Regions from separate parts of the Mus musculus genome. Here region 2 is linked to region 1. Evidence: chromatin contacts called from public HiChIP or PLAC-seq data. All regions are on one chromosome and are shown on one strand. The core of a region is the stretch at or near the end of the contact, and the rest is flanking DNA. Distances in the headings are between cores, read along the strand shown.

Evidence for each region. HiChIP or PLAC-seq counts read pairs in DNA pulled down with a chosen protein or histone mark.
Region 2: a contact with region 1 is called in an H3K27ac HiChIP or PLAC-seq map of the HPC-7 cell line, with 6 times the contacts expected there. The contact joins the promoter of Disp1 here to the enhancer-like site in region 1. A contact is called at or near these places in 1 of 39 promoter capture datasets (embryonic stem cells), 34 of 484 Hi-C or Micro-C datasets (the AML12 cell line, B cells, the BV-2 cell line and 22 more), 12 of 115 datasets of contacts at active chromatin or transcription factors (the HPC-7 cell line, bone marrow-derived macrophages, embryonic forebrain and 7 more) and 3 of 9 other capture datasets (adipose tissue, liver and pancreatic islet).

What each region holds. Positions count from the first base shown.
Region 1 is chr1:183,067,596-183,073,679 of GRCm38.p6, forward strand. No RefSeq gene overlaps it. Among named protein-coding and RNA genes, the nearest start is that of Gm33747, 5.0 kb to the left of the region's middle. Within about 2 kb of position 2,901, at least 17 of the 459 cell types and tissues checked have an H3K27ac peak or open chromatin away from gene starts, as enhancers often do. A contact at or near this core is called in the HPC-7 cell line, where this site is marked.
Region 2 is chr1:183,219,381-183,225,464 of GRCm38.p6, forward strand. It overlaps Disp1 (dispatched RND transporter family member 1), which reads right to left and starts at 2,149. Exons shown (of 10, transcript NM_026866.3): 1 at 1,943-2,149.

The DNA.
Region 1 (6,084 bases), core at 1,651-4,150:
ACTCGGGGCAGGAACCTGGGGATAGGAACTGAAGCAGGGACCATTGAGAAACGTCGACTGAGGTTTTGCTACCTACAGATTGCTCAGGTACCTTTCTTACTGTCTCTCTCCAGGACCCTAACCATTCTTTTGTGCCCTACTCATGAGCCTTGGTGCTAGCTTGTGCTCATGCTCAAAACACACACACACACACACACACACACACACACACACACAATCCCAGTGTTAGAAGTGTATGAAGGACCACTAAGGCAGGCAGAGCACTTCTGTGAATTTCACATCAGGGGTGGGAATGGGGGTAGCCCATGCCAAGTAGGGCCTGGGAACCACTGGGAGCCTCTGCCAGTCCAGTGCCAACCCCGGTCATACAGGAATAGCTCTCATGCAGGCTAGCTGCCACCCTGCTTGGAATCTGGGAATGAGGCCGAGTGGCTACAGACATCTCACAAACGTACACAGAGGCATGCAGCTCAGAAGGCTGGGAACTCCCACGATTTGTTGCAAAACAAAAACACTCAGTACTCGAAACCGCAGAGCAAGGAACCCACAGTCCATCCAGGCACACAAGGCGGAGGTGGGCATTCAGGAACTTTGTTGGGGGTCTGTAAGGACAGGACACGGTTGGGCAGGGCTTCCCCCGAAGCACTTCCATGGACCCAGGCCTGCTCTGCCCCAGGTTCTTTGTCAGTGACAGAAATCTCCACTGAGCAGCGCCTGCCTCCAGCCCAACAGGACAACAGGACATGGCCTCACAGACTCAGGCCTCCTGTTCCTGAGCACATCGCTAGCCTCAGAAGCGATTCTCTGGAGAGGAGGGAGGAGGGTTAACAGAACTCCTGAGTTCTTTGCCTCTAGATGGACAAATTTCCTGAGCCTGTCATGGAGTCTCCACGAGAGAGCAGCAAAGGTTGCCCCGCCCCTTCCTCTCTTCTAGGGGAACAGCTGCTCTGAGTGATGGAGTTCCCACCAGTGATGGAGTTCCTCCCTGTCGGATGGGCCCGGGGGAAGATTTAGAAGAAGGGTCCTTTGGATAAGACCAGGCCAGATCCATGTCCCTCCCTTCCCTGGTGCCCTGCCGCCTCCTCAGCCTTGCCAACTTTCTCTTCTCTGCCCACCCATAACTCAGTGTTCTCTCCAGAATCCAGCCAAAAGCAGGTACCACGGTAAGATTGAGAGTGACCGTTTGGTTTTGAATATCATAGAGACCTTGTGTAATTTGATGATTCTAGTTGGTCCCATATTGTGATGATAGGAAATCAGACTAATTTAGGAACAGGATGCTGGGGGGATGGTGAGAGGGATAGACGAGCAGCTTTTATATGGGCATGGATGGAAGACACATTCGATAAACAAAGCCAGTTTCACAACCAGCCCTGGTGCACTGTGCCAGTCTTAGTAGTCATTTAACCTCTCAGCCTCAGTTTCTTCATCTGAAAATGGGAATTCCATTGTAAATTTAGAGAACCGGAAGAGGTTCTATAAATAAGAGGATGTTGAGCCAGCATTAGCCATTATTTATTTTATTGATTACTTGATTGATTTTGAGACATTTACTTTGGCTCTCAGATTCAGGAGGACACAGGGCCATCATGGTGGGGACAGTGTGGTAGGGACATTGTGGTGTGCCTTGTTCACATCTTGACAAACCAGGAAGCAAGAAGCTTTGACTAGAACCCAGAACTGATATCACCTATGAGTTCCAGAGAAACCTACTTCTGCTTCCTAAGCCCCAGGTCCCCATGTCCTCACAACCTTTCCAAACAGCACAACTTGCTTTGACGAAAAGCTGAGAGACAAGCAGTCTCTTGCCTACTTCCAGGCCTGGGGGCCTCTCCCTGGGGATAAGGCTTTGACCCAACTTTGCTCCAGAGTTGTGGATATAGGGAAGTGACCTGGAGCCACTGGACCACTCAAGAGACATAGAAGGCGTGGGCTTGGCGCTCATGCTGGCCTCCTGCCCGTCAGGCTATGGCGCCATCCTACAGTTGCTACTGTTGTTCTGTAACAGACTCCAAAAACTTGTGGAAGCTCTTTGCAGGTCCCCAAAGCCAACCTAGAGTCTACAGGGCTTATAGCAAGCCTAAGTACTCCATTTCTCAGCCTAGAAGTCTCTGCAGAAGGCATTCCATAGCTAGGAATTTAGGGAGAATGAGAGAAAAATCCTTTACAGTGGGTGATAGCCCGAGGGAGGAGTGCTGAGGATTCCTGAGGGTCTGATGGCCTGTCCCCCATAGCCACTTTCTGAGAAGGTCAGGGATTCCACAAGGGTCGTGGCAGAACTTCCAGCTGCCTTCTGATCTCGTTGGCCCAGAGACAGAGCTGGGGACCCGATGGAGACTGTGTGGAGGTACTGGGAAGCACCGCTTACCCACCCTGCTGGTTCAGCATGGGTCCATTGATAATTCAGCTGAACACAGCTTCTGCCACTGGCAGCGCTTCTTGCTGGGTTTTCTTGGCAGTGGTGCCCATAATCTCCTGATATAGCATCTAATTTGAACTTCTGCAAGCATTCTCCCCTCAAAATGCTTAATTATTATGTTCTTCTCCATACCAAGGGAGTCTTTCCAGCCGACTGAAGCTCCCTAGAGGAAGAAAGGATAAGCTAGTGATGAGTGGCATGCTCTCAGATCTGGTAAATCCTGTGGGGCTTGGCTTGGCAGCAGTGTTCAACCCCCAGGCTTTATCTACTGGGAAACGGAGGGCAAAGCTCCATGTGAGACGCAAATGGAAGGCGGGATGTGGTGGTTAGCTTTTTGTTACTGTAACAAATGCCCAACTTGTAAAAAGAGAAGGATGTTATGTCCCAGTTTAGGTTTCCGGTCAGTGATTGACTGGCTGGGTTGGGTCTGTGGTGGGGTGTGAAGCACTAACTGTGTGGGGGAGCAAAACCATTCATCTCAAACCTGGGGAACAAAAGAGGAAGAGATCCACCCATGACCTAAAGTCTCCCTCAACAGCTCTGCCTCTTAAAGGTACACATCTCCCAATAGTGCCAAACCCAAACCAAGCCTTTAACACATGGCTTTCTGGAGAACGTTCCAAACTGAAGGAAGCCTTATCCCACGGCTCTATCCTGCAGCATCTGTAGGTCCTGTGTACCGTCCCCGAGTTGCTCTTCTGTTTTGTCCTTGGGTACCACGCTGTCCCTTGGGCAGAACAATATACTCTTATAAACATGCCACACAACCTATGACCTTTCAAAAACTCCTTGACTACACTTGCTTCCCTCCAGGGAATGAGAGGCTGTGGCCAAGTTTCAAGGCCACAAGGAGCTTGCTATCTCCTTCTATGATAGGGCTGAGCAGAGGCCATCTGACAGCATAGTCACTAGAGTCATCCCTGGACAGCAAAGCCAAGTATGATCATTCTCAGTCTTCTTGCTTAGAGACTTGCCACGGGGCCCTTGGACCACAAGACAATTTGGGAAACCTGCCGAGTGGATGAATTCTCCCCAAGACATGTGGTCAATCTCATTACCATAGGCTAAGGAGAGATGGCTGCACAGCCCCACAGACTCTGGGCCAGACATGTCATGCAAGTGACCAAGACCAGCCTTGGTGAGAGTATTTACACCCCAGAAATTGGCAAGGGATACAGATTGCCCCTGCCTTCATTAAAGAGCCTTATCCCAGCCTCACATCCCCTGTCCTTACTCCAGAGGCAGAAGTCAAGGCTCTGCTGGGATTGCCTGATGGAGGACAAGCGGCTGTAGTGAACTTCCAGGGGGCCAAGGCCTCATCTACAAGAGGAGGAGGCTGAACCAGTTTCTAAAGTAACCCAGCCACTTTTTGTATAGTTTAACTATCTCATGGTCAACATAAGCCAATCAATTTAGATATTTAATTTTCCTCCCTGGTGAGCACTCCAGCAGATGCTCAGGCTTCGCAACATCTTGGTAGCCAATGAGTGCTTTATGGTTGAGCATCCAGCTGCTGACTGTGCACCGAAAGCCTGTGCTATATGTGCATACCACACCTACCAAATGGCCTCCCAAGATCAAGCCCTTGTGGTTTGAAAGGGCCCCTTTTCAGGGCTGCTGGCTTTCCCAAGAGAGCTTACAGAGCCCATTAGACATGTATAGTGCAGAAAGACTGGATGGGCACAAGATGCCCCAACTTTAGTCCTGACAGAAGGCACTTCAGGCCACTCCCTCTCTCAGACAGGCATGTCTTCTCTCACCGACCGTCCCTCAGCACTCTGCTCCCCATAGTCAGAGAGTTGTTCATGAGGTGAGGCCTACAGCCTACGCTCCTTCCTACAGCAGAAAACAGCTGTGACTTGGCTGTGAAATAGTTCCCGATCAAGTGTCCCGAAGAGATGGACTGGGTCATCCAAGTGTGCCATGGTGGGGGTTAGCAGATAGCTCTGAGAACGCTGAGGAGGCCGCAATGCAGGCAGAAGCACGTGGCACCAGAAGCCAGCGGGCGCACTCGGTGTTCCCAGGGGAGGGAGGGCGTGGAGATGAAAATGATTCTTTCAGAAAACTTGAATCTGAGGGAGGGGTGCAGGGGCTGATGGCTGCCAGACTTGGCAACTTTCTATTCCTAGTCGTCTGTCCTCACAAATAGGCTGGTGACATGGGCCAAACAGTGAGCAGGCCGTGGAGTGGTCACCATGTTGTTGAGGGAGGGCCTGACTTCCAGTGTCTCTGAGGAAGAGAGGCGACTGAGAAAACGTCACTTCCTATTCTCAAACCCACCCTGTGAGCAAGACAGGTAGGTGCAGCCCAAGGGGTTTCCTGCACAGATAGTGTATGATGTCTGGGGCTGGCACACATCTTATCATCCAGCCAGGGAGGTACCCAGTGTGGTTCTATCCAGCACGGATGCAGAGAGAAGACAGGACAGGCCTCTGCCCACGCAGCTGCTGCCTGGGTCTGGATCTGTTTCCCCAGTCAGCGTCCGGGGATCCATCTCCCTTTGTTCTCCCTCAAAGCTAAATCCAGCTGTTTCTGTTCTTCCCTCCAGCTGGTCCAGTCCAGTTAACAGGACAGCTCACATCCTGGCCCTTCCTCTTGTGGGTCTGGAAGGACTCCCAGCAGGGACCATGTCATGGATCAATGTCAGGATATCCCTTCCTTCCAGTTAAAAAGGAACACGTTCTCTGGGAATCCCCAGGGTGAACAGCCTCCTGTTTATCTTGGTGCAGCCTTGTCCCAGAAGATGGCGAAGAGCCACTGTCCAGTCCCTCTGTCGTGGCCGTGTGCTTCCTGCCAGCCTCCAGCCTTGCTGCAGGGTGGACTTTCCCTCAAGGGCACAGGTTGACACCACAAGCCTTCTGCTTCTGAGAAAAGGGAGTCCTAGGGGTGCGTGGCAGGGGCATAGGCGAAGGAACAGACCTGTCCAAGGAGACCCCTTGGTTGTCCACGGAGCCATGACTCCCTGGCTCTGGAGTGGGTGGGACCCTGAGCAGCTGACATTGAGCAGATCTGGCTAAGGCAAGTGTACTGGCTAGTTTTGTGTCAACTTGACACAGCTGGAGTTATCACAGAGAAAGGAGCTTCAGTTGAGGAAATGCCTCCATGAGATCCCAACTGTAAGGCATTTTCTCAATTAGTGATCAAGGGGGAAAAGGCCCCTTGTGGGTGGGACCATCTCTGGGCCTGGTAGTCTTAGGTTCTATAAGAGAGCAGGCTGAGCAAGCCAGGGGAGGCAAGCCAGTAAAGAACATCCCTCCCATGGCCTCTGCATCAGCTCCTGCTTTCTGACCTGCTTGAGTTCCAGTCCTGACTTCCTTGGTGATGAACAGCAGTATGGAAGTGTAAGCCGAATAAACCCTTTCCTCCCCAACTTGCTTCTTGGTCATGATGTTTGTGCAGGAATAGAAACCCTGACTAAGACAAATTGGTACCAGCAGAGTGGGGTATTCCTGTGACAACCTGACCATGTTTTCGGGAGGACTGTGGAAGGACTTTGGAACTTTGGGCTTGAAGATCCATCCGTTGTTAAGAGCTCTGTCGGATGTTGTGTAGGAGCTTGGAAGATAATATTGAGAACACTGCAGAAGATGGAGGTCTAGTTTGTGAAATTTCAGAGGGAAAATTAAAGACTCTTTTCAGGGCCATTGCTGTTTTGATTGTGAAGA
Region 2 (6,084 bases), core at 899-3,398, 150 kb after region 1:
GTCCTCTGGGCTGGATCAAGTGGCCAGGAATGGCTCTCTAGCTAGGATAAGCAGGTAGCTGACAAAGTACTAGATAATAATAAAACTAATAGCCAAAAGACATGGAACCAACAAACTCAACTGGTTGACACATCGCTAATTGGTAACTACTCAAATGTGAATGCATGCATATGAAGGCTGTTTGCATGATCATGATCTGGGCAGTTCTTCCTCAACAGACATACATCATGCCGCAGAAATAAAAGGAAGGTGTGAGCCCATACACACAAACAACTAGCAACTCTCCGCAGCTAACCAAAAGTCCTCACGAACATAGCTGACTATGAAACACAGCTAAATTATACAGAATGCAAAGAATTTATCTAAAGGGGAAAGCTAAGCAATTATTCAATAATTTCCAGCAACAAATAAGCATTCCACTGATCTCCCAAATCCAAGGCAATCAGACTTCGGACAGGACTCTCAGCTCTACGGCTGGAAACCTGCCTCAGAAGGCAAGCAATTCTTCCCTTTCCAGATGAACACTTCCACCACCCATGAACTATAAAGGCTCACGTATTCTCAAGAGCTTTTTCTCTTATAAAAGTGAAGGGAATAGTGGCTGGGGGGGCTCACAGGTTTTAAATCAAGATTAGATAAAATCAAGCCTTATCAGATAAGCAACAAGTCTACCTCAAAAAACGAAATTAAAGGGCCTGGAGAGATGGTTCAGCCGTTATGAACACTGGCTGCTCTTCCAGAGGACCTCAGTTTGCTTCCTAGCACCCACATGGCAGGCAGCCCACAACTCTAGAGACAGGCACTGTGATGCCCTCTTCTGGTTTCTGAGAACAACAGGCCCACATGTGGTGCCCAGACATACATGCAGGCAATAACACCCATACACATAAAAACAAACAACTTAAAAAAGAAATGAAGAGATGCAAAAAGAAATCAACCCAACAGTTAGCCCCATGACTTCAGAAGACTGCCTTCAATGTCTTCATTAATATGTTAAAGCACTATGTTAGGTGCATCCTGCATTACATCAGCTGTGCCACCCAACAAACCGTTCTTATAATAACTTGTCTCACTGCAGCACAAATCTCAAGTAAGTCAGTGAGATACCGGGTTATGGATAAATGCACAGTGCTTTCTGGTTTGTTTGTATGTTTGTATTTGTTTCTTCAAGTAGTTCAGGTCAGACCACCAAGTAAGATGTAAGTTACCAGTACTGGCAAATACCGGGGGATAAAATTAAGATTGTAACTCTTGGGAAGGGAAACACTTGAAGCAATCAGTATACACCAGCCTCCATCAGTGACAGTACTCTGGCTTTGCCTAGTTATGCTCAGTGTGTGGCAAGAATCCAATCTATTTAACATCTAAAAATGTGTCACCCCATTGAGAAGCAAACAGTAAGTCATAAAGTGCAAACATGAAGGTGCAAGCTTTGTCCAGATACTTACAAGCTCACTCCACGACAAAGGAAGTGGGACAACCTGAACTCCGCAAGGTAGAGAAGAGTCTAAAATGAAAACTTCAGTGGGCTTGCTTGTCTGAATCAAAGACCTAAAGTCCTATTAGTCTGACAAAGCCTGAACGGGAGCTAAGTGAGTAAGAGTTCAGGTTTTCCCTACGAATGTTGGGTATTCCCCTCCGAAGACCACTGGAAGAGGGGAGAAGTCTTAAGAGAAAGAAAGCAATGTATTGCAAAGAAAGCAATGCTGAGCATGCAAGCCTTGGCTGCTCATCTCGCAGATGAGTTAGGTCAAGACGTCCTTCTCATCTTTAACCCCGAGGGTGAAAAGAGCTGCCTCTGGAGCGTCTCCCTGCAAGCCCCCCAAGGCCATCTCGGGCCACCTTCCCTACGAGCCTGGGGACGCGGACACACCCCCATGGAAGATGTCACCTCGGCCTCCTCAGCCCCTCGCAGCCACCCTCCGCCGCCAGCCGTCCTCACCCCGAGATCCCTGCTCTCCCGCCGCGCCGACTCCCGCGTGCCTCCTCGGCCTCCCCGGACCGCGGGGACGCAGCGCCGAGAAGCATCCACACCGACCACGGGCGTCCGGGACACTGAGGCTCCGAACTCTGCTCCAGCCGGAGCTCGCGGATCCTGGCCCGGAGCCGCGCTTCCGCCTGGCGCGGGCCGCGGTCGCCAGCGGGACCGGAAGTCCCGCCTCCGGCTATGGGCCCAGGCCTCCTGCTACTCAAAGCCGCTGCAGCTGGGCTGGGGTGCAGAGGCACATGCATCTCCTGTCTCCGTCTTAGCTGTCACTTAGCCAGTCTACAAATGCTGGGCCAGGTGTCCACTAGATGACTCTGAGACCGACCTCTGAGCCCACATTCTGGTTGAAAGTTGAGCTAAACAAAAGCAGTAGCTAATCAGACACCGCGAAGGACTATGTTTTATTTAATTCATTCAGACTGTTTCTTTTCTCCATCACTCATGAAACAAGAAAATGGTAGACGGAGAACCACACCTTGACACACTGTCTAGTTATCTTTAGCTCTTGTTTTTTGTTAAAACCTACTTTCATGTCAGGACTCTAAGGATAACTAAGAGGCATTGAAGTCAAGGCTGGGGACTCTTGTATCTCCTTATCCTTCACAATGTAGCAATTTTGAATAATTCTCTTTTTCTGCTTTTTACTATTAATTTGGGTCCTTTAATTGGCTTACTGAGGATAGGTGGCTGAACCTGGTGTGTTGGAGCACAGGCTGTAACCCTACAAGAAGCACAATTTGTTGTAACACAGCAGTGCTGTGGGAATGGTATGGTGTGTAGAGTTGAGCAAGAAGACGGACTATAAATAACAATTTCAGTTGAGACTGAATTAAAGAACAAATAAGAGTTAAAGTAGGCAAGGACATGCATAGCAGTATACCAGAAAGTAAGAGCCTGTCTTGTTCAGGCAACTGCATAGAAGTACAGTCAATTAAAGTCCAAGACCTCAAAGGCAAGAAAAAAACATAGACAAGACCAGATGTTGCTGTACTTTCGTAGTGGTTTGTAGATTTGGCCCCCCCAAAGATTCGTGTTTGAATGCATGGCCCACAGGGATTGATACTATTAGAAGATATGTCATTGTTAGAAAAGGTGTGGCCTTGTTGGAGGACATGTGTCACTGTAGGGGTGGGCTTTGAGGACTCCTAGTGCTCAAGCTCTGCCCAGGATGGAAGAAAGGCAAAATGCAGAACCCTCAGCTCCTTTACCAGCACCATGTCTGCCTGGCTGCTGCCATGTTTCCTGCCATGACGATAATGGACTGAACCTCTGAAACTCTAAGCCAGCCCCAATTAAATGTTTGCCTTGGTCCTAGTGTCTATTCACAGCAATGGAACCCTAACTAAGACAACTTTATACCAAATATTTTAGCTTCAAATTTCATACAACAGAGTCAATGGAGTCACCATTAGAATAGACAAAACAGCGGATCCTGGGGTTGCCCAGAGTGACTGTCCTAGCTAACAAAGAAAAGAAAAACCTGAGACTGGGCGTTTTAGCTCAATGATCATGGTATGTACCAACTCGCATGAGGCCCTGGGCTTGCTATCCAGCATCCTACAAACCTGGCATGGTGATGCAGGCGTGGAAATGTAACACTCAGGAGGAAGAGGCAAGAGCATCAGGGGTTGCAGGGCGTCCTCAACTCCATAGCCAGGGTGAGGCCAGCCTGGGACACGTGAGATAGAAAGGGAAGTACAGGAATCAGAGGAAGGGTGCTGAGGAAAATAAGAATCTGTAAGACGCCATGCGTAGAATGCAGTCTTCCCTCCAACAACCACACCCAAATGAAACACACTGAGTGGCTACTAACCCCGCCCCCAAGGCCCCAATCTCTGAGGTTGCCTCAACCAAGAGAGATGCCAAGCAAGTGAGGAACCAGGGAAGGGGAGGCTCCAGGGACAGCAGCGAGGGCTGTTGGTTCTGCTACTATTTTCTATTCACTAGTAGTTTCAAATATACTCTTGGCATAGCAAGCTCCCCCAGCCCCTTCCTTCTTGTTCCTTTTAAAACAAGATTTCACTATATAACGCAGTCTATCCTTGAACTCATGACCCACCCACTGCACCCTGGATCAAATATATACAGCTCCTCATCTCAGGAACTTTGAGTATGGCATAGGGGCACATAGAGAGAAGATGGCCGTTCAAACTGAGCCCCATGCATGGCAATGTCCTAAAAGAGAAAGCTATGAGCAAACGCCTCTGCCGAGGATCAAAGTTTCCTTTGATTCCCTCTGATTCCTTCACTTTCCTTCCTGTATCACGTGTCCCAGGCTGGTCTCACCCTGGCTATGGAGTTCAGGATGCCCTTCAACTACCGATTCTCTTGCCTCTGCCTCCTGAGTGTTAAATTTCCACGTGTGCAACACCATCCAAGGTGTCCTGTTTGCTTTGATTACAAGAAATACCCATATATATTTCCAAACCTTTTCATTTTAACATCCAGAGAGCAGTTTTCTATCTGTACCTTAGGGAGTGTGTCCAGATCGTGCCCTTGTCTAAGATAATCTGCTTCACAAACCCTACCAGATGTGCCCTGAGTAAAAGGGCCCATCCTCCTTCTCATCATAAACTAGACCAGATGTTAACACTTAACCCAAACAGGGCCAGAGAAATTTCTTCTGCATGAAGATTGGTCTCAATTTGCATACTGAAATGAAAATATCATGAAAATCTAGAATTAAGTGAGATGAAAGTAAAATGTCCAAAGATGGAAGAGGGCATCAAGAATGAGGAAGGCGTAGAGATTTGAAGGAGAGAGATGTAGAAAGAGGAGACTCACCAGAGAAGTGATTGCATTAGGTCCCACCTGCCTACTTTTTGATTCCCAGTCCCTTGCAAGGTTGGAGCTGTGCTTCTTGGCCTTAGAGTCTATGGAAATTCTGTATCCTCCCAGTAAATGACCCCATTTTACCACACTCAGTAGGTTGTCATTGCCAGCCATCATATATAACTAGACAGCAATTCACAGGATAGAGGAAGCTTGTTCATTCCATAGCACCCACCGAGCTTGGGAGACCACATTTCTCCTTAGTTCAAGACAGGAGGAGCTTGTGTGCCCTGTGTGGGAGTCAGATCTCTTAAGATAACTGTCACAATGACCACAGGGCTTGACAGAATCAATGACAGAAACACAGGGGTGGACAGAGTCATGTCATCAGGCCTGAAGCTGAAGGGAGAGCTGAACCCCAGCACGTAGCTAGATATAGTCATTTCCCTAAGACCAAACACATGAGCAGGCCGTGGGATGGGCCAGTTCAAACTCTGCACCTCTCCTGTCCTGATCATCCCAGTTCATTGAGCTTCTGCATCAAAAAACTACATTGTTCTTCTCCTCACTGAGATAAAGTCTGAAAGAAGCAACTGAGGAAGTAGGAGCGGGTAGGTTAGATGGTATGGCCTAACGAGGGAGGGAAGGAGTGGAAGTGTGAGGGTGCTTATTTAAGTCTCTGTAGATTGGGAAGCAAGAGACTGTGGCCAGAAGCAGGGTTGGAGGATGGTCCTCAAGGCCTGGGCCATAGTCCTCCAGGCCTGCATACCTCTTACCCACTGCCTCCACCTGGGCCCCACCTCCTAAAGATTCCACAACTTTGCAAAATAGTGTCACCAACTGAGGCTCAAGTGTTCAAATACACGAGCCCATGGGTGACATTTTACATCCAAACCGTGATCATGTGCTATGTCCATGGAAGCATCTGTGAAAACTTTAGGAGTCTTCTGCTTACTCTTACCTGCCTCTTCAGTGTTTACCTCTATCCATCTAACAGCATCTGCCAGGCTTCAGAATTACAAGAACTGCCCACAAGTACCTTCGAGAGACGTCGGAAAGCAGACAGGTTACTCCAAACCCGGGAAGGAAAAAAAGGAAGAGGTTTCCAGCTTTCTGTTTCCAGCACTTAAAAACTGCCTCAGATAGATAAATGAGCTAATTAACAGAGCTAATGAGGTCAATTATTTATCAGATCTATTCCCACACATTACAGTCGCTTCAGTGCGTGCACAGAATTTGCCTTATTTGTATTTTTTCCACCAGTACAAATATCAAAAACATTAGCAGTTTATTGAAAACTATACCCACTTCCATTGAACATGCAA